2 separate regions of the Anas platyrhynchos genome follow, and region 1 is linked to region 2. A link is a contact called in public Hi-C data. All regions are on one chromosome and are shown on one strand. The core of a region is the stretch at or near the end of the contact, and the rest is flanking DNA. Distances in the headings are between cores, read along the strand shown. Region 1 holds the start of SMUG1 (single-strand-selective monofunctional uracil-DNA glycosylase 1). Region 2 holds the start of SLC48A1 (solute carrier family 48 member 1).

Evidence for each region. Hi-C and Micro-C count contacts between places; a contact is called where the count stands out from the background.
Region 1: a contact with region 2 is called in a Hi-C map of subcutaneous adipose tissue, with 5 times the contacts expected there. The contact joins the promoter of SMUG1 here to the promoter of SLC48A1 in region 2. A contact is called at or near these places in 5 of 8 Hi-C or Micro-C datasets (liver, skeletal muscle and subcutaneous adipose tissue).

What each region holds. Positions count from the first base shown.
Region 1 is chr34:1,745,490-1,749,695 of IASCAAS_PekinDuck_T2T, reverse strand. It overlaps SMUG1 (single-strand-selective monofunctional uracil-DNA glycosylase 1), which reads right to left and starts at 1,923. Exons shown (of 3, transcript XM_072031947.1): 1 at 1,758-1,923; 2 at 10-923. The coding sequence starts at 1,908. It overlaps CBX5 (chromobox 5), which reads right to left. Exons shown (of 5, transcript XM_072031971.1): 4 at 4,032-4,129; 5 at 3,109-3,820. The coding sequence ends at 3,670.
Region 2 is chr34:1,566,286-1,570,579 of IASCAAS_PekinDuck_T2T, reverse strand. SLC48A1 (solute carrier family 48 member 1) reads left to right here and starts at 1,546. Exons shown (of 3, transcript XM_027445345.3): 1 at 1,546-1,738. The coding sequence starts at 1,600.

The DNA.
Region 1 (4,206 bases), core at 674-3,173, 180 kb before region 2:
CCCCCGCACCCCGTTCTGCGCCATGCCGAAGGGGCCGGGGTTGATGCCGAGGAAGAGGACGCGCTTGGGGCCGCGGCAGTAGCGGCGCACGAAGTGGCGGTGGGGCCGGCAGGCGTAGCGCAGCGGGCGGTACACGTGGCTCACCGCCCCCCCGAACGGCGGCAGCGCCTCCAGCAGCGCCTCCAGCAGCGCGCTCTGCTCACGCTCCAGCTGCAGGAAGCAGCCGGCCAGGTCCTCAGCCTCCGGTACTGGTGGCACTGGTGGCACTGGTGGCACTACTGTCACTGGTGGCGCTGCTGTCACTGCTGTCACTGGTGGCACTGCTGTCAATTCTGGTGTTGCTAGCGCTGGTGGCACTGCTGTCACTCCTGCCACTGCTGGCACTGGTGGCACTGGTGTCAATTCTGCCACTTCTGGTGCTACTAGCACTGCTGGTGCTTCTGACACTGCTGTCACTTCTGGTGCTGCTAGTACTGGTGGCACTGCTCTCGCTTCTGTCACTGCTGGCACTGGTGGCACTGCTGCCACCTGTGGTGCTGCTGCCACTGGTGGTGTTGCTGTCACTGGTGGCACTGGTGGCGCTGATGTCAATTCTGCCACTGCTGGCACTGCTGGCACTGGTGGTGCTGCTGTCATTGGTGGCACTGGTGGTACTGCTCTCACTCCTGCCACTGGTGGCACTGCTGGCGCTGCTGTCACCTGTGGTCCTGCTGTCACTGGTGACACTGGTGGCACTGCTGTCAATTCTGGTGCTGCTGTCATTGGTGGCACTGCTGGCACTGCTCCTGCTGCTAGCACTGGTGTCACTTCTGCCACTGGTGGTACTGGTGGCACTGCTGTCACTTCTGGTGCTGCTCTCGCCGTTGTTGTCCCCGGCACCAGCCCCGCAGCGCTGCCCGGGGTCACCTCCATGCTGCCATCGCCTGGGGATAGAGCAAGGGGGGGGGCAGTTATGGGGCTGGGGGAGCGGGGTGGTCGTGGGGGGGGTATTGGGGGGGTTGGTGGAGGGTATGAGGGGGGTACAGGAGGTTATGAAGGGGGTATGGGGGGGTTATAGGGGTATATAAAGGGGTATGGGGGGGTTACAAGGGGGTGCAGGGGGCTATGGGGGGGGTACGGGGCCTCCTGTGGCTCCCCCCTGGGCGTTAAATGGGTAAGGGGGGGGGGCAGTGACACTGCCCCCAGAGCCCTGCCCCTCACAGGAGGGAGTGCCCAGTGCCCCCCCCAACAACTGCCCCCCCCGCCTTCCAAGTGCCCCAATGCCCTCGAACTACCCCCAATACCCCCCTACTGCCCCCCACCCCCCTACCTGCCCCCAATGCCCCCTCAAACACCCCCCAGGCCCTTCTCTCTCCCTGCCCCCCATGCCCCCCCAACTGCCCCCAAAGCCCCCCACTCGCCCCCTAACTGCCCCTAATGCCCCCATGCCCCTCTAACTGCCCCTCCACCCCCCTACCTGCCCCCAACACCCCCCCAAAGCCCTCCCAGGCCCCTCCAGGTGCCCCCCAAGCCCCCCGCACCTACCCCCAAAGCCCCCCCATCTGCCCCCAACGTGCCCAATGCCCCCCTACCTGCCCCCAATGCCCCTCTAACTGCCCCCCACCCCCCTACCTGCCCCCAATGCCCCCCTAACTGCCCCCCACCCCCCTACCTGCCCCAATGCCCCCCCAATTGCCCCCACAGCCCCCTCCCCACCCCCCACCGCCCCCCATGACGTCACACCACGTCACGACCCCCCAGCGCCTACCCCGGCCTACCTGAGCGCCGCGCGAGGCCCCCTCCAGCCCGGCCCCGCCTCCCGCCCTGCTGGCCCCGCCCCCTGACCCGTGACGCGCCCCCCCCGCGCGGGGCCTGCTGGGAGTTGGAGTCCGCGCCGCTTCTTTGTCTGCCGCGGCCCCGGGGCACCATGGGAGAATCCGGAGGGGAGGGGGCGGCACCCCGCGGAGAGGGAGGGGGCGGGGCTTTGAGTGGCTCCACCCACAAAGGGGCGGGGCTTCGGTGGCGCGCCGGCGGCACAAGGGCGACCCCTGGCGGGGGAGGGGAGCCAGGGCCACCAAGAGCCCCAGGGCCACCAAGGTCCCCGAGTCACTGCTGTGTCCCCAAAGCCACCGCTGTCCCCAAGCTGTCCCCAGGGCCACCCCAAATCAGGGGCCACCGCTGTCCCCAAGTCACCGATGTCCCCAGGGCCACCCCTGTCCTGAGGCCACCAATGTCCCCAGGGCCACCACTGTCCCCAAGCTGTCCCCAGGGCCACCCCCATGTCCAGGGCCACCAATGTCCCCAAATCACCAATGTCCCCAGGGCCAGCGTTATTCCCAAAGCCACCGCTGTCCCCAGTCTGTCCCAAGACAACCGCTGTCCCCATGTCACCAACGTCCCCAAGGCCACCCCTGTCCTGAGGCCAACAATGTCCCCAGGGCCACCACCATCTCCTGTGCCACCCCTATGTCTGGGGCCACCACTGTCCCCATGTCACCGATGTCCCCAGGGCCACTGATGTCCCCAGAGCCATTATTCCCACAGCCACCCCTGTCCCCAAACTGTCCCCAGGGCCACTGCTATGTTCAGGGCCACCGCTGGCTGTCCCCAGGGCCACCACCAACCCCAGGGCCACCACTGTCCCCAGGGCCATTATTCCCAAAGCCACCAATGTCCCCAAGGCCACCACCATCCCTAGGTCCCCCCTGTCCCCAGGGCCACCCCCCTCTCACCAAAAGTGTCCCCAAGCACCATGTTTGTCCCCAGTGCCCGCAGTGTCCCCAAGCACCCCCCCATGTCCCCACACCCCTGGGGGCTCATACTCGTGTCCCCCCCCACCCCCACCCCCTGACGGCACCCGGGGGGGGGTCCAGCTGTCCCCCCAGTGTCACCTCCTCCCCCCCAAATGTCACCTCCGTGTCCCCAAAGTGCAGCACCGCGCCATGCCCGCCAGGTGGCAGCAAAGGAGCAGCCGAGGAGCCCCCCCCCCCTCCCCCCAAAAAAATTTTTGGGGGGGGGGTGCAAGGCACGGGACCCCACCGTGATGGGCAAACTGGGCCAAACTGGGAGCACTGGGAGTGTCCCCAGTGTCCCCATCCCTCCCCCCCCCAGGACAGAGCACCCCGCTCCTGAAAAGTGACCCTTTATTGGAAGCAAATACAAGGGGGGGGGGGGACCGGGGACACAGGGACAAGGTGGGGGGGGGGACACCCCGGGTGGGGGGGGGACACCCTGGGTGGGGACACCCCGGGGTTAAAAACATCGACGTTAAAAAAACGGCAAAAAGGGTTTTTTTTGGTGACCCCCCCCCTTCCCCAAACCCGGCCCCATGGGGGGGGGGACACGAGGATTTGAGGGGGGGGGACACCATGGGGGTCTTTGCAGCCCCCCCCTCCCCATCCACCAGGTTTTGTCACCCCGCAGGGGACACGGGGGGGATGTGGGGACCCCCCCGGGGGTGACAGCGAGGAGAAAAAAGGGGGAGGGGGGACACATTTTGGGGAGGGGGGGGGACACGGTGACACAACGCACCGCCCCCCGCGGCGTCCCTGGGGAGGGCCAGAACCAACCCCGTGGACCTAAAAAGAGGGAAAAGGACGGGATTTAGGGTTTTTTTTTTTGGGGGGGGGACACGAGACGCTGCCCGGGGGGGGCTATGTACAGCGGGGGGGCCCCGGGGGGGGGGGGACTTTAGCTCTTGGCGGCCTCGCGCTCTTTGCTGTCCGTGTCCTCGGGGTACGCGTGCCAGGTCAGCCGCTCCTCGTAGAAGGCGATGACAATTTGGGGACATTTTAGGTTGGCCTCCTTGGCCAGCACCAGGTCGGCCTCGTCCGTGTCCTTCCTGAAAGGGGGGGGGACAAAAAAATTAAAAAAGGGGGTGAGGCAGCCCCCGTTGGAACCCCTCGGGGGGGTCGCGCGCGTTGCGTGCGTTGCTCCGGTCCCTTTTTCCCCTAAAACGGCCCCAAAAAGAGCCTCGGGGTGGGCGGCGTTGTCACTTTTTGGGGACGCCGGGTGACGGGAGGGGGCACGGGGGGGGCGCGCGGTGGCCTCACCACTTCATGAGGAACATGAGGTCCCCGCAGGAGTCGGTGGCCCCGATGATCTTTTCGGGTTCCAGCCCTCGCTCGAAGCCCCGGGCGATGTCGTTGCTCTGCGCAGTTTGGGGGGAAAAAGCGGCTTTTTGGGGGTCACGGCGCTGCAGGCGGCCTCCGGGGAGGAGGGGACGTG
Region 2 (4,294 bases), core at 297-2,796:
CGTGGTTCTGTGGTTCTTTCAAAATAAGGTCACACAATGAAATAACTGCCCTGCAACAGGCCGAGCTGCTGGCCCCGTAGTGCTGGAGGGTGGTGGCACCACAGGGACCTGCCCCAGACCTGTCCTGTGTCACATTATGAGGAGGCAACGGGGACAAAGTGCCACCCACATGGGACATTTGTGGCTAAAAGAGTGAATTTAGGGTCGGTCACCAAGATGGTCACAGCCCGGAGCACTTCCCATGGGGACAAGTTGGGGGAGCAGGCCTCGTCCATCCTATAGGGCCCAGAAGCTTTGGGGTCACCTCCCACCCTCCTTTTGGGGTTAGGGAGAGGACGGAGCCAGGCTCCTGGTGGTGGGGGCTGAACCTGGGGAGGGTCTCGGGGGGGGGTCTGTGGGGCAGCTCCGGCCTTGGTGGGCTTCCAGACCCCGCTGCGGGGTGAGGGAGGTGAAGGGGAATTGGTGCTGGGGTGGCTCGGCCCTAAAGGGAAGGAGGCTGCTGCCATCTAGAGCAGGGACTCCTCCGCCTGCGGCCGAGCCAGGCCGGAAAGGCTGAAAATTTGCCTTAAATTGACGGAAATTGAAGGAAAAAGCATCAGGAGCCGGAACCGAGCGCACAACGGGCTCCAGGGCGCCGGGCTGAGCACCCAGCCCATATCCCCATGCCCCCCCCTAAAAAAAACCCATTCCCCCTTTGTGTCCCCAAATCCCCCATTTCCCCATGTCCCCCCCCGTGTCCCTATTGCACCCCATAACCCCCATGCCCCCCTCATGTCCCATTTCCCCCATGTGCCCCCCATGACCCCACACCCCTAAATCCCATATAACGCCCATGCCCCCCTCGTGTTCCCAAACCCCTCATTTCCCCATGTCCCCCCCATGACCCCATACCCCCCATAACCCCCCATAACCCCTGTGCCCTCCTCATGTCCCATTGTCCCCCATTTCCCCCATGTGCCCCCCCATGACCCCAAGCCCCCAAATCCCATATAACCCCCATGCCCCCTCGTGTCCCTAAATCCCCCATTTCCCCATGTCCCCCCCCGTGTCCCTATTGCACCCCATAACCCCCATGCCCCCCTCATGTCCCATTTCCTCCATGTGCCCCCCCATGACCCCACACCCCCAAATCCCATATAACCCCCATGCCCCCCTCGTGTCCCCAAATCCCTCATTTCCCCATGTCCCCCCCGTGACCTCATACCCCCAATAACCCCCTATAACCCTCATGCCCCCCCCCTTACCCTCCCTCCCCCCCTTTTCCCCCTCCCCATTCCCCCCCAAATCCTCCGGGCCGCCGGGGGGCGCCCTGACAATGGGCGTGGCTTAGTGACCACAGTGGGCGTGGCTTAGCGGCGGGACTCGGAAACAAGACTGTGTGGTGGGCGTGGCTTGTGCCGGCTGGGCGTGGCCTCAAGCTTTGTGGGCGTGGCTTTGAGGCTGATGGGCGTGGCTCGACGGCGGCGCACATTGGGTTTAAGCGCGGGGGTGGGCGTGGCTTGACGAGGGTGGGCGGGGTTTGAAGGAGGTGGGCGTGGTTTAAAGGGCGGTGGGCGGGGCTTGCCGGCGGTGGGCGGGGCTTGTGGGCGCAGCGCTCCGATGGCGGTGAGCCGGGCGCTCGCCCTGCGCCTGGCCTACGCGGCCACCGGCTGCGCGCTGGGGCTCTCGGCCTTCTTCACCTGGAGCCTGGCCGCTGCCTTCCGACAGCCCGCCACCGCCGCCGCCGGGGGGCTGTCCGGTACGCTGGGAACGGGAACGGGGCTGGGGATGGGGCTGGGGGGGGAGATCGGGGCGGGCAGGAGCCATTCGTGCCCCGGGTGCTGGGCCCGGGGCTGGGGCCGGGGTGCTGGGGCTGGGCCTGGGCCTGGGCCTGGGCCTGGTGCTGGGGCTGTGGTGCTGGGGCTGGGCCCATGGTTTTGGGCCCGTGGTGCTGGGGTTGGTGCTGGGGGGAGAAGGTGGCAGGCAGGAGCCGTTCGTGCCTGGGGTGCTGGTGCTGGGCCCAGGGTGCTGGGCCTGGGGGGCTGGGGCTGGGCCTGGGGGGCTGGGGCTGGGGCTGGGCCTGGGGGGCTGGGGCTGGGGCTGGGGGGAGAAATTGGGGCGGGCAGGAGCCGTTCGTGCCCATGGTGCTGGGCCCGGGGCTGTGGCTGGGGTGCTGGGGTTGGGCCTGGAGCTGGGGCTGGGGCTGAGGGGAGATTGCAGCGGGCAGGAGCCACTGGGACCCTGGTGCTGGGCCTATGGTGCTGGGCCCAGGGTGCTGGAGCTGGGCCCGTGGTGCTGGGGCTGGGGCTGGGGGGGTGATTGTGGCAGGCAGGAGCCGTTCGTGCCCGTGGTGCTGAGCCTGGGGTGCTGGGGTTGGTGCTGAGCCCGTGGTGCTGGGCCCAAGGCTGTGGCAGGCGAGCTCCAGGGGCAGTTCTGCACCCAGAGGTGCTCGGCGCTGGGATGGGATCCCCAGGGACCTGGTCACAGCTCTGGAGTTGGGGGATCCCTGTCCCAACGCTCTCAGAAACATGGTTTGGGTTTGGGGTCCGGAGCCGGGAGCTGGATTTGGGGATCCTCAGGGGGCTCTTCTGCGGTGGGAAGCTCCCTGTGACAGCCCCTGGGGGGCTTTGAGGCTCAGGTGGGGGTTTGGGGGCTTCTCCTGGCCTCCCCCAAGGGTATTTGGGGGGCTTGGGACCAGGGGCCGGGGTCTGGCTGCGTTTGCAGCTGGAGAAGCCAAGCAGCATTTTTTGGGACACGCCGACCGCACCTGCACGCGGGGAGCCCCAGGTGCCGGCCGGCCTTCTTACCGAAAAGAGGCTTTTATTTTAAACTTCAAAACTTCAAAGTTTTGTTGACTTTCCCGGCGAGATTTTGGCCTGGAAAGCAGCATTTACGCCTGCTCTGTGTTTTCAGGGAAAACCCAAATTGCCCGCTTCCTGAGGTTTGTACCCGCTGAAAGCATCCGGGCTGGATGCTCTGAGACAGGCGTTTGAGCTGCTTTTCGGACAGGCCACAGGCTGCAAAAACCCATCTTTATGTCCTCTGACATCAGTGGTGCATCAATATCTTGTTTAAGTTATATATTTTTCGTTAATGGCTGGGTTGGAGCAGATCGCAGCTGTCCCTCCATTTACCAGCTCCGGGGTTTTCTCTGGCTGAATTCAAGCAACCACCTGGAGCTTAAAGGGAAGTGAAATTTGGTAAAGAATCCGAATTTCTGCTTGCACACGAGTGAATCCAACGCTGCTGTGACCGCCTGGGTGTTTGCCCCAGCAGGGCAGCTGGGATGCCCGGGGTTGTGCTGGGTTTGCCATCCAGCCGATTCCCTCAGCTCCCTCTTCTTGCCATTCCTCCAAAATTCTTTAATTTTGATTAAAGGTAACAGGGGCTCAAGGTAAGCGAGATTAAAAAAAAATAGTCACTTGCGAGGTTGCACTCGGTGAATTCGCAAGCATCTGGGGAATGTCCAGGGGTAGAGCCTCGGCAGGATCCCCAAAGCCTCAGAAACGCGTTAAGAAATAATCAGAAAGGCTTTCGGCGTCTTTCGCTGTTGTGACAAAGCCGATTTAAGAGGCTCCCGTCATCTCCCACTCTCGGCTGCTTTTTCCTGCCCTTCTGCTTCGCTCTCCGTGTTCCCACAGGCGAAATGAGGTGAGATTTCTCCTTTATGCTCCTGAGCTGATCATTTATAGCGTGCTGTCCTGCAAACTGGCTGGGACTGAGGAACAAAACCACTCGTGTACGGCAAGGACCTTTTGAAATTTGTTCTGCTGCCAGCCGAGCCTTCAAGCCAAGTTGCGCCAGCCTCCAGGGACAGACATTTCACGTGGGTAGGGTGCTCGGGCACTGCTGGAGGGGGAGCCTTAAAAAAAAAATAATAAATAAATAAGAATTGCTGTTTTTTTTTTCCCCTGTGCACTGAAGCGAAGGCTGCTTGCAGAATTAAGTTTATTCCACGAAAAAAAAATCAGCGTGTAGGAGGTTGGCCTTGTGTTTAGGCACCGCAGGTCGTTCAGTTTCGGGTATTTCATGGGGTTTTGTTTTTGGCACCCCTTTTTGTTGTCACACGCTAAGCAGCTCTTAATTTCCACTGGCAGAGAATGGCAGGGAAGGAAGTGGGCGAGCGGCTGAAACTTTCCGCTGTGCAGACGCTGCAACGTTCGCTCTCAGGCACTGCTGTGTGCCCTTCGGTCTCCAAAAAACCCTCTTTCGACTTTTTTTTAACGCAGCCAGAAGGACGGCTTCTCCCCTAATCCCCCCGGCACGGCTCAAGCGCGGTGCTGTGGGCGCTGCTGGTGGCATGGGGCGAGCATAA